Regions from separate parts of the Mus musculus genome. Here region 2 is linked to region 1. A link is a contact called in public promoter capture Hi-C data. All regions are on one chromosome and are shown on one strand. Each heading gives the region's core, a stretch centred on a gene start, on an enhancer-like site or on the middle of the called end of the contact. The rest is flanking DNA. Distances are from core to core; before and after follow the strand shown.

Evidence for each region. Promoter capture Hi-C pulls out the DNA fragments that hold promoters and counts their contacts.
Region 2: a promoter capture Hi-C map of hippocampal neurons shows a contact between it and region 1, with 2.6 times the contacts expected there. The contact joins the promoter of Oma1 here to the enhancer-like site in region 1. A contact is called at or near these places in 5 of 39 promoter capture datasets (embryonic stem cells, frontonasal cranial neural crest, hippocampal neurons and 2 more) and 2 of 115 datasets of contacts at active chromatin or transcription factors (large pre-B cells and stem cell-derived neural progenitor cells).

The regions. Positions count from the first base shown.
Region 1 is chr4:102,236,751-102,241,380 of GRCm38.p6, forward strand. It overlaps a transcript of Pde4b not described here. Among named protein-coding and RNA genes, the nearest start is that of Pde4b, 16 kb to the right of the region's middle. Within about 2 kb of position 2,536, at least 64 of the 459 cell types and tissues checked have an H3K27ac peak or open chromatin away from gene starts, as enhancers often do. A contact at or near this core is called in hippocampal neurons and stem cell-derived neural progenitor cells, where this site is marked.
Region 2 is chr4:103,312,016-103,316,645 of GRCm38.p6, forward strand. It overlaps Oma1 (OMA1 zinc metallopeptidase), which reads left to right and starts at 1,831. Exons shown (of 9, transcript NM_025909.3): 1 at 1,831-1,868. It overlaps Gm36523 (a long non-coding RNA gene), which reads right to left and starts at 1,707. Exons shown (of 6, transcript XR_867961.2): 1 at 1,457-1,707; 2 at 1-143.

The DNA.
Region 1 (4,630 bases), core at 1,286-3,785:
ATTTTATATGTGTGTATACATATACATATAATATAAATATATATATATCATATACATGTATGTATATATGCTATTTCATAAAGCAGCCTGTTTATAAGGATATGTACTAGTTGGAGAAAGAATTTGTAAGTGGTTTGATGTAAACCTTCATTTTTTACTAGTTGTAGGCTTTGAGTCTCAAAGCAAGAGAGCTGCGTGTTCACTGGGAGATCAAAATGTGCCTTGTGTAAGATTAGTATATTTGAAAAGCTGCATAAACATGGTAGACACCTTGGAATTGACAGCTTATAGCTGTAGTTAGCTCATTTTTAACATGTTGCTGTTCTGTTATGAGTAAAAGATTTCATAAAGTCATTGTGGAAGGTTCTCCAAGATGTAATATATCTGCATCTAGGGGAGATAGCCATAGTTTGATTGAGGAGACAAGGAGACTTGTTCGTATATCAAATGTATGTGACCAATCCCATGCAAAACATACAAAACAGTGCAACAACTGGAGAAGGAAGATATCTAGGAAGGAGATATTGATACCACCCAACTGGAAATTCTATATCATTATTATCCTCTATTCTAATCCTTTAGAGAGCACATTCACAGAAATGTCCATAATGGGAGGATTTTTAAGATGCTCTGGAGAACCTGCACTAACAACTATGGTATACACAATCACAATATGTGAGGCTGTTCATAGGCTCATCTCAAGTTGCTTGAAATCAATTCCATATTAAAGCCTTACTGGTATTTCCAACAGCTCATTCAATACAGGAGCTGCAACTTTAAGTTGGATCCTTGCATAGAACACATGTCTATGATAAGACGGCCATAGTGGGCCATTCCATGTTCCTTTGGTGCTATCATCCATTCCTTTCCATTGCAGATATTGATCATAATATTTATTTTGCAAACCCACAAACCATTATCTGCATTTCAGAACAGCTTGAGAAGTAAAGGACCATTTATGTATTGATTAGATCAAATTAGCCTGTGGGCATGTCTATGGGGGATTGTCTTGATAATTAATGTACGAGGACTCAGCCAATGGTGGGCAGCACCATTGTCTAGGACCGTGGTCTTGGACTACATGAGGAGGGTAGCTAAGGATGAGCCCACAACTCATCAAGCGAAGTTCCTCCTTGTTTTCTGTTGGATTTCCTTGGCTGTGAGTGAGTTTCTTGGTCAGAGATGTTTTTGCAACTTCATTTTTCTGTCAGAAAAAGTCCATGTTCACCCTGTAACTGAAGCTACCCTTAGTCCAGTGAGTCTGTTTAGGAATCTTGATCGTCTCCTTTTAGTAATTGCATAGTTTTCGCTTTCTTTCAATAAACACTGGAACTTCATAAAATCAACTCCAAAAGCATGGTGTGGCACACTGGTTCACAGATATTGCATCAACCAGAATCACATGAAAGATGATAAGGAACAAAGATTTCTAGGTCTCATTCTCCATCGCCTGATTCACAAGGCATCAAACTTTAAGGACAGGTTGAGAATTCCTAAGGAACTTGAACTCCAAGTGCCAGCCATAGAGTCACTCTAGGTGAACCACTGTCATTATGCGAACAATGTAAATCATGATAGAAAGGTGTTGGGACATCATTAAAGCATTTGATCCCAAATTTCATGGTCCTCAAACTTCCTCTGTAAAATTTTCTCTATATGAAAACTGGTATGCTGTAATTATTTCGCCACAACCTGAGAATATACTTCAAAGTTTTAATAAAAATAATCCCTCAGCAAATATTTATTCCCCCTTTGTCCTTTTTTCTACTTTTAATAAAAAAGATTAGATATTGTCCTTTCTACTATTGGAAAATGGAGATTGTGGTTCTCACTCTCTGAATAACTATTTTCATATTCAAATCTTCATGAAATTTAGGTATTTATCCCTCTCCTAAAAAGCTTTAATCCTGGAGGTAAAAAAAGTATTTAAGTTTGGGAAAGTTGACAAATAGACACCCAAATACAGCCATGTTGCCGAAATGTCTTTCTTTACGCATAATACTTAAAAATGAATGTGATTATATCTATAACACTGTAGATCTTGCAAACAGTATACTACCCAAATATATGTTCCAGATTGCAGCTGAAAATGAAGTGCAATTTAAAATTTAAATTATAATTGGTTCATTTACATAAATTACTCTGTAGAGTACTTGATACGAACATTTATGTCTATAGCCAAGAAACTGAGAAACAGAAAGCTTATGGGCCCAGGGTGATGGGGAAGGTGGCTTGGGTCTGATTTCAAGGCACAGACTCTAGATAAATCATTCATTAAGGCCATGCTCTTTCTTGATTGTGCTTCAGTTTGTCAGGGTTTAGTTTGCCTTCACAGAAGTGTTTTTACATGCAGAGTCTTTATAGACTGCTGTGGTTTCTTGCTTAGGAATCTTAACAAAAACATTAGGATTTCTCTTTAGAAAATATAATGTTATCTATGGCAAAAGAGCTCTTAATTATAATGCTGTGTTTTTGGACAGTGTAAATGATAGCTTAGAATTATGAAGAGAATTACTGTGCTTCCCATAGTCTCCTTGACAACAGGCTCAGTGTTTTGAATACCGAATCACTTAGATTTCTATACAGATGTACGGGTCTTGCACCTTGGCATCTCATTCCCTTTTTATCCAGCTGGGATTTTAGGAGGCATTTTTCACAATTCCATTAAACATTGTTATTACATATTTTTTTGCCATCTGATAATGTAATTGTGTGTGGACTGTTTCCATAGTTTTTCTCATCATCTTCATCTGTATTATTATCTTTATCATCTGTGTACAATAGGTAAAAATTAAATTCAAATAAAATTTGATTAATTTACTGAAATGAAGCCCTTTTGGGGGGAACTTCAGTATAAAAACCCATAATAAAAAATTCGTAGGTAGTGAGTCTTTTGCCTGAGGGGTATGTGTCACTTGGGCATTTACCTTTCCCCAAACTTTTGCTCTCATTTTGAAATCAAAAGAAAGCTATGTCAGTATGGAGGCTTCTGTGCAGATTGCCTGCCTGCCTTTGGCAGGGCTCCGGTTTCTCAGTGAATCACTGCTCAGCACACAGTGTTACCATTGTGCCATCTGAAAGCAAAGCCTGCTGGGTGGTGGTGCAGCTACTCTACTGGGAAGGTTATAAGTTCACGTTCGCTCTGTCTTCCATCTCACAAGAAGCATTCGCACTAAGGAACAGCGAAGTGTGCAGTATCTCTGTTTATGGAGGGTCGGGATTTAATGGAACCTCGGCCATCATGGTTCAAGGACCTTAAGGAGTTGTGAATTTAAGTCAAGGCTCCTGCCTGTGGCTGGTCCTTCTGATGATGTCTTTCAGCATCTTTTCTCAATGGTTATAAAAATAAAATTGCCTAAGTACTTGGTAGAAGCGGCTGACAATGGGGCAGATGGTGCTTCCTGGGAGACCAGAGTGAATACTTTTGCAGTTTAACTATGTGATTTTCATTATTAAACAGACGTTTATTGAGTACCTACCATATGCTCAGCACTGATACGGGACTGAGGGTCAATGTGGCAAGCAAAACAGTGAAGATTTCTGTCCTTACAGGATATTTATGCGAGTGGGTTGTCAGGCAGTGATAATTCCAGGAACGGTAAGAAACCTTAGAACAGAGCTAAGAGAGTGGGAAGGAGGGCAAAGGTGCTGCTTTGTAAGGGGATTGATGCAGCCTCTCTGAGGATAAGATTTGAGCAGGTTCGTGAAGGAACTAAGAAAAGGAACCTTAGAAATATCTAAAGAAAGTTCTGGCAAGGGAGGGGCTGGGAATGCCATTTGATGAGTGATGGGTCTTGTGTATTTACAATGAGATCTCATTTATTTAAAATGAAAGCCTACTCTTAATGATTACATATACATAAAATACTTAAACACACACACACATATACGTGTATGTGCACACTCAGGCAGACACAAACACACCACTTGGAAATGTCACACCAAAAAGGAAAAGCCAAGACTATTTTTAGAGCAATATCTATCCAATGAAAGCATAAAGAAAGTATTTTCTGTCATAAATATTCTCTTAGCAGAGCCTTGCAGGGTTAAAACAATATATCTCAGACATAATGTACTGTAACTGCTTTTTAACAACTGAAAATGTACAGAAAATGGTGTTTTGACTGTCTATCTTTAGTGTTCAGCTGTTGCTGTCACGATTCAGAAATTTGGATCTCTGCCTTAAGAGACACATTTTCTTAGCTGTAAAGAATCGGCTGGAATCTACAACTGTAATCAGAGGCTGTGACTGGGAATATAAATCGCTCTTTATAAATGGGGGAGGGGCTGACGTTTTTTCATTTTCTCCTTTGACTATGCTCTATTCTGGGTTTGTTCACTTTTGATAAAGACGACGTTTCTTTGGCAGCTTTGTGTGGCAGGCAGTGCCCTTGTCTTTTAGTGGGTGACACACAAAGAAACCCCAATGCATGTTAGGAAATCTGGAAACTGAACCTAGAAATGGTGGTAGGCGAACCCAGGAAGGAGGAAGTAGAGAAACCTTGTATATTACTTTGGTGGTTGGTATGAACATCTTAAATTCCTCTTCTAAAACCTCAACTGTATTCAAGGAATAGACGTGAAGTGATGAAAGTAGAGTAGGAAGGTTAGTAATTAGTCCCTTGAGTCT
Region 2 (4,630 bases), core at 581-3,080, 1.1 Mb after region 1:
CCAATGTCAGGGCTTGATAGATGGCTCAGTGGTTAAGAGCACAGCTGCTCTTCCAGAAGTCCCGAGTTCAATTCCAAGCAACCACATAGCAATTCATCGTTGATGCCTTCTTCCGGTGTGCAGACTTACACACGTACAAAACACTTATGTAAGGAAATAAATATTGAAAAAAAGGAAGTGACCAATGTCAGAGACTGGAACCTCATTTTCATCCATGACCAAGAACTACATGTAAGAAACAAAACATGTCTACATGTCTAACATATAAATGAGGGGGCTGGCAGGCACTATGTAAATGGCTCATAAAATGTCTCAGCCAGTTATCATTGATCTTCTCCTGCCCCAGTCTTCCACGAGCTGGGACTAGAAGGGTGTGTCACTATACCCAGAAAAATATCACTATCTTTAAATGAAGTTAAGTATTGGTAAGTTACCATTAATTATAGCATACTGAATACTCACCCCAACCCCCTTCCCTTCCTTTTGGCTTTCTCTATCTATCTAATTCTCTTCTTACTTTTGTTGTGTTGTTGTTGTTGTTTTTTGTTGTTTTTGTTTTTTTAGGTTTTAAGACAGAGTCTTACTCTGTAGACCATGCTGACCTGGGATTGACCATGGAATCTGCCAACCTGGTTTTGAATTCAAAGTCATCTTCTGGTTTCAGCCTCTTAAATGGTAGAACTGAAGAGATAAACCACCATGCCCTCGTTTGAGTTTTAAAATGTTTAAGTTCTCTAGGGTTCTGTCTCCCAACTTCTATTTTCTCTTAACCCATCTACCCCTTTCCTCAATGGTACCCAAGGTCTGACTCATCTCTTCCTTACTGGTGACTCTGCTAGTTATGTTCCCAGCTCCCATTGGGTTGTAGAACCATGTTCACTCTATGACTGCTTATAAATATTTCCACAGCCCATCTAGCGGATGTGATGGATTGAATACGCCTAAACCTTCAGTGTAGTCATGCTCTCTGTCCACCTTTGTCAATCCCTGCTTCATGATGTCTTCCTTGCAGTAACCATATGATATTGATCACCACCATGAAGTGTCTGTCACACATTAGATAAATATTTGTTGAATACATAAATAGTTGAATACATAAATAGTATTTTTATCTTTAATGTGTGTCTTAGGTAGCCTATTAGAAAACCAGAATAATTCATATAATCACAAAGCATCTTTTTTTTTTTTGGCTCTGGTGGGTAGCTGCAGCTCCCACAGAATCATGCCTGCCAGTATTCACACTCCTTTGTAAAACATTCCCACAATGAAATCTGGTCTTAGGACACTCCAGGAGCTGTTGTCATGAATACTGCTGACCACTTATAAGTCTGGTGTCCTAGAGCGATCATGGTGAAACAGTCTTTCATATTTAGTCTTATTTTTATGCACCTTTATCTAGGACTGAGGGATGATTGTTAGTAAGTAATCGGGATGCTGGAGTTAATGTTATACCTACGATCAGAATGATCAGTGCAGCTTCAAGTCAAGGCATCATAGTTCTCCAGCAGCCCCTGGAATCGCTTTCCTTTTGGCAGAACTGGTGTAGAAACTACAGCAGGCACGGTTTTGCATGGATCCAACACAGCCATGCCAAGTACCAAGGAGGTGTAGAGTTCCTGGCAGGTAGCTTAAATCTGGGCTATCCTCCTCCCACCACACGGGGGCGAGACGGCGCCACAGTCCGTACAGCCGCAGCCGGCCAGGACTGGGACTGGGGAAACGGACTTGGCTCTCACAAGGGCGGAGCAAAAAGCGCCGGAGAGGTCCCCAGGGCAGGAAGTGAGGGGGCGGGGCTTGGGAAAGGTGTGCGCCTGCGCGGAGCCGGCTGTTGGATTCCGCTCGGGCTGTGGCTTCAGTGCGCGCTCACGGTGACGGCTCGGCGTTCTTCCAGAGCGGGGCGGGGAGGGCGGAGAGGGGAGCGGGGCCCGGGGGATTCGGGGACCGCGGTGGGCCTAGGCCGTGCCGGACGAGGCGAACGGCTCGGTGGGTGGAGCTTTCTGGAAGTTTGCCTCCCGCCTCGGGTGGTGGCTTCCTCCTAAGCGGCGCTTCCTCCAGGCGTTGCCGGTCTGGCCTGTGCGGGTCTCCCCTCCGCCTCGCCGCTCGTCCTTGTGCAGAGCGACACATGCTCTCCTGCCCCAGCTCGCAGCATTAGCGCAGTCGGAGCAGTTCCAGGGAGCTCATTGGTTTCCTCAAAAACTTGTATTCAAGGATCACTTGTTATAATACTTAGCACTCGCGGTGTGACGGGGAGCAACTGTGCTGGGGCAAACCTCCGCCAGAAATGTTAGTCCCAGCAGATGAAAACCCCACATTTGGAATTTAGGAGTTCATCGCCTCCTAGCGTCTCTCAAGGTCTTGGAGCCCTCTTAAAAGGATTTAACTTCATAGGCATCATCCCGAGCCAAGATGCAGGGGTGCGGTGTGACATTTGGAAGCTTAAGAGCCAACCCTGATAACTTACTTTTTTTTTTTTTTTTTTTTTTTAAGAAGCTGTCCATCATGTGTACTTAGCTGGAATGATTATTTTAAAGTGCATGTCCTATTTTTGCCAATCTGACAGCTGTTTCCATAGAAACTAGAGAAGAAATTGTAGTTTTCAGTAAGAGTTGTTAAAACTGTCTCCTAGCCATCAGCAGTGAGTGCGAGTGAGTGCGCACTACTTGCTCATTCTGAGATGGCACTTGAAGAACTAAGGGTTTGAAATGTTCTTAGAGGCTAGCAATCCAAATTGTGTAATTTTCTCACATCATTAATTTCCTAATCCTACAAGTCTGCCAGCTATGTTTGTTGGCCTGCCACAGTTCTTTGAAGAGCACACGTCAGTCCCAGTTCTTCTTAGGTGCTGTGTAGTGTAGTGACTGGCTCTTTGAAAATGTATAAACAGATTTCTTTCCCCATTAAAAACATTTTTTTTTTGAAGGATTAATCAGTGATTACGGATTAACAACTACGGTTTCTATTCTGGATGGCACTTGATTGCCAGTGTTAGAAATGCTAATGATTTTAATTATGTACCTAGTGTTTGGAGCTTTTGTTTTTACCTTCTATGGGTAGACTACGTTAAATATGTTTGCACCTGCTCTGAAATGAGCACTTTTCTCATGAGCAGATAGATCCCAGCAGTTCGAATAGGGTGCATGACATTTGGAAGAGAGTTTATTTTCTGAGGGGGGATATCTATACACTAGATGTTCTGTCATTTAGCAGTGGATGAAGGAGGCTTGGAGAAGGTGCCTTTGGAACTGGGAAGCTGGAAGCAACATTAGGAAGTTTATTGAAAAGCTCACAGATAACCAGTGGAAATTACAGAAGAGCTTGCTTGGCTTAGGATTCACAAAGTAACATACCCTGTAAACACTTAAATTGCCCAGAAAGAGGAAATACTGGATTCCTCATAAACACCGTTCTGCCCCCTGAATTTCACGTAGGCTTTTTATAAGACTTATATCTGTATCTATTCGTGTGTTTGTCTTTACTAGCTTTACTGATTGGGCAGGCATTTTTGTCTTGTCTTTGCTTTTTATCTGCTACACAGAGTGGCGTCTGACTTGTAGCATTCATTCCTATAATGATTTATCAATGAATTAATGAATCAATGACTAAAACAATCCTTAACCAATGAGATACAGGAATGTTTGGTTAAGATGATCAACTTTTATTAATTTGGTTGGCAACATTTTAAAATAGGTAAATTTCACATTAAGACTGAATTTGTAGCGTTTGCAGAAACGTTTGTAACATTTGGCAACATAAAAAACAAATTTTGTTATATAGTTGGGCCTCCTTTGTGTGACTGTTCACATCTGCCTGGCCTTGCTGCAGCTTGCCTGCATCTATCACACTAACCCGCACTGTGCAGAGCTGTCCTCTTATTCATTTTAATAAAAATGAAGCAGAGTACAAATTGTGCTCCTCATATGCACCTAGCCACACGCCAGGGCTGCCATAGTGGACAGCACAGGGAACATTCTATAGGAAGTCTTATGTAGTGTTGCTTTTGGCATTGGACTTTGCTTCTCCTGTTACCCTGTTGGACTGAAGTTTTGTTTTTAAATTGTCTTGAACAGCTCTGTGACTCAAGTGCTAGAGTACAGGCTCGCTCTTCTCAGCTTCAGGGCTCTTGCAGGTAGTAGCACGTCCTGCTGTTTGTAGATTAGCATATCATCTTGGTTATGGATCAGAGCAATGTATCTTAATTCATTTCTAAAGAAAGGGTTTCTTCCTGTAGGCTTGGCTGTCCTGGGACTCGATCTGTAGACCAGGGTGGCCTTGAACTCACAGAGATCCCTGCCAGCTTGTGCTTCCTGAGTGCTGGGATTAATGGTATGTGCCACCACTGCCCACCTGGTTTGATTTGCCTTCCTGAGGGATTGCTTTAGGTTCCTTAGAGGAGGGGTTGGTAGTGAACTAAAGTGAGGTAGTTACAATATAGTAAAATCTCTAACTCGGGGGCCCAAAAGTAGGATGAGCTGGGCTGAGGTAGTGAGGTAGATTGGCAGGGCTGACTTAAAGTGACCTTTGGTTTTTCTGGATGTTAACATCCTAAGGCTAAGTCTGTATAGTTGGGAACGTGGTTTGTAGAAGATTGGGAAGTTGGAGTAGGGAGCATCCCTCAGATTGTCTCATGACA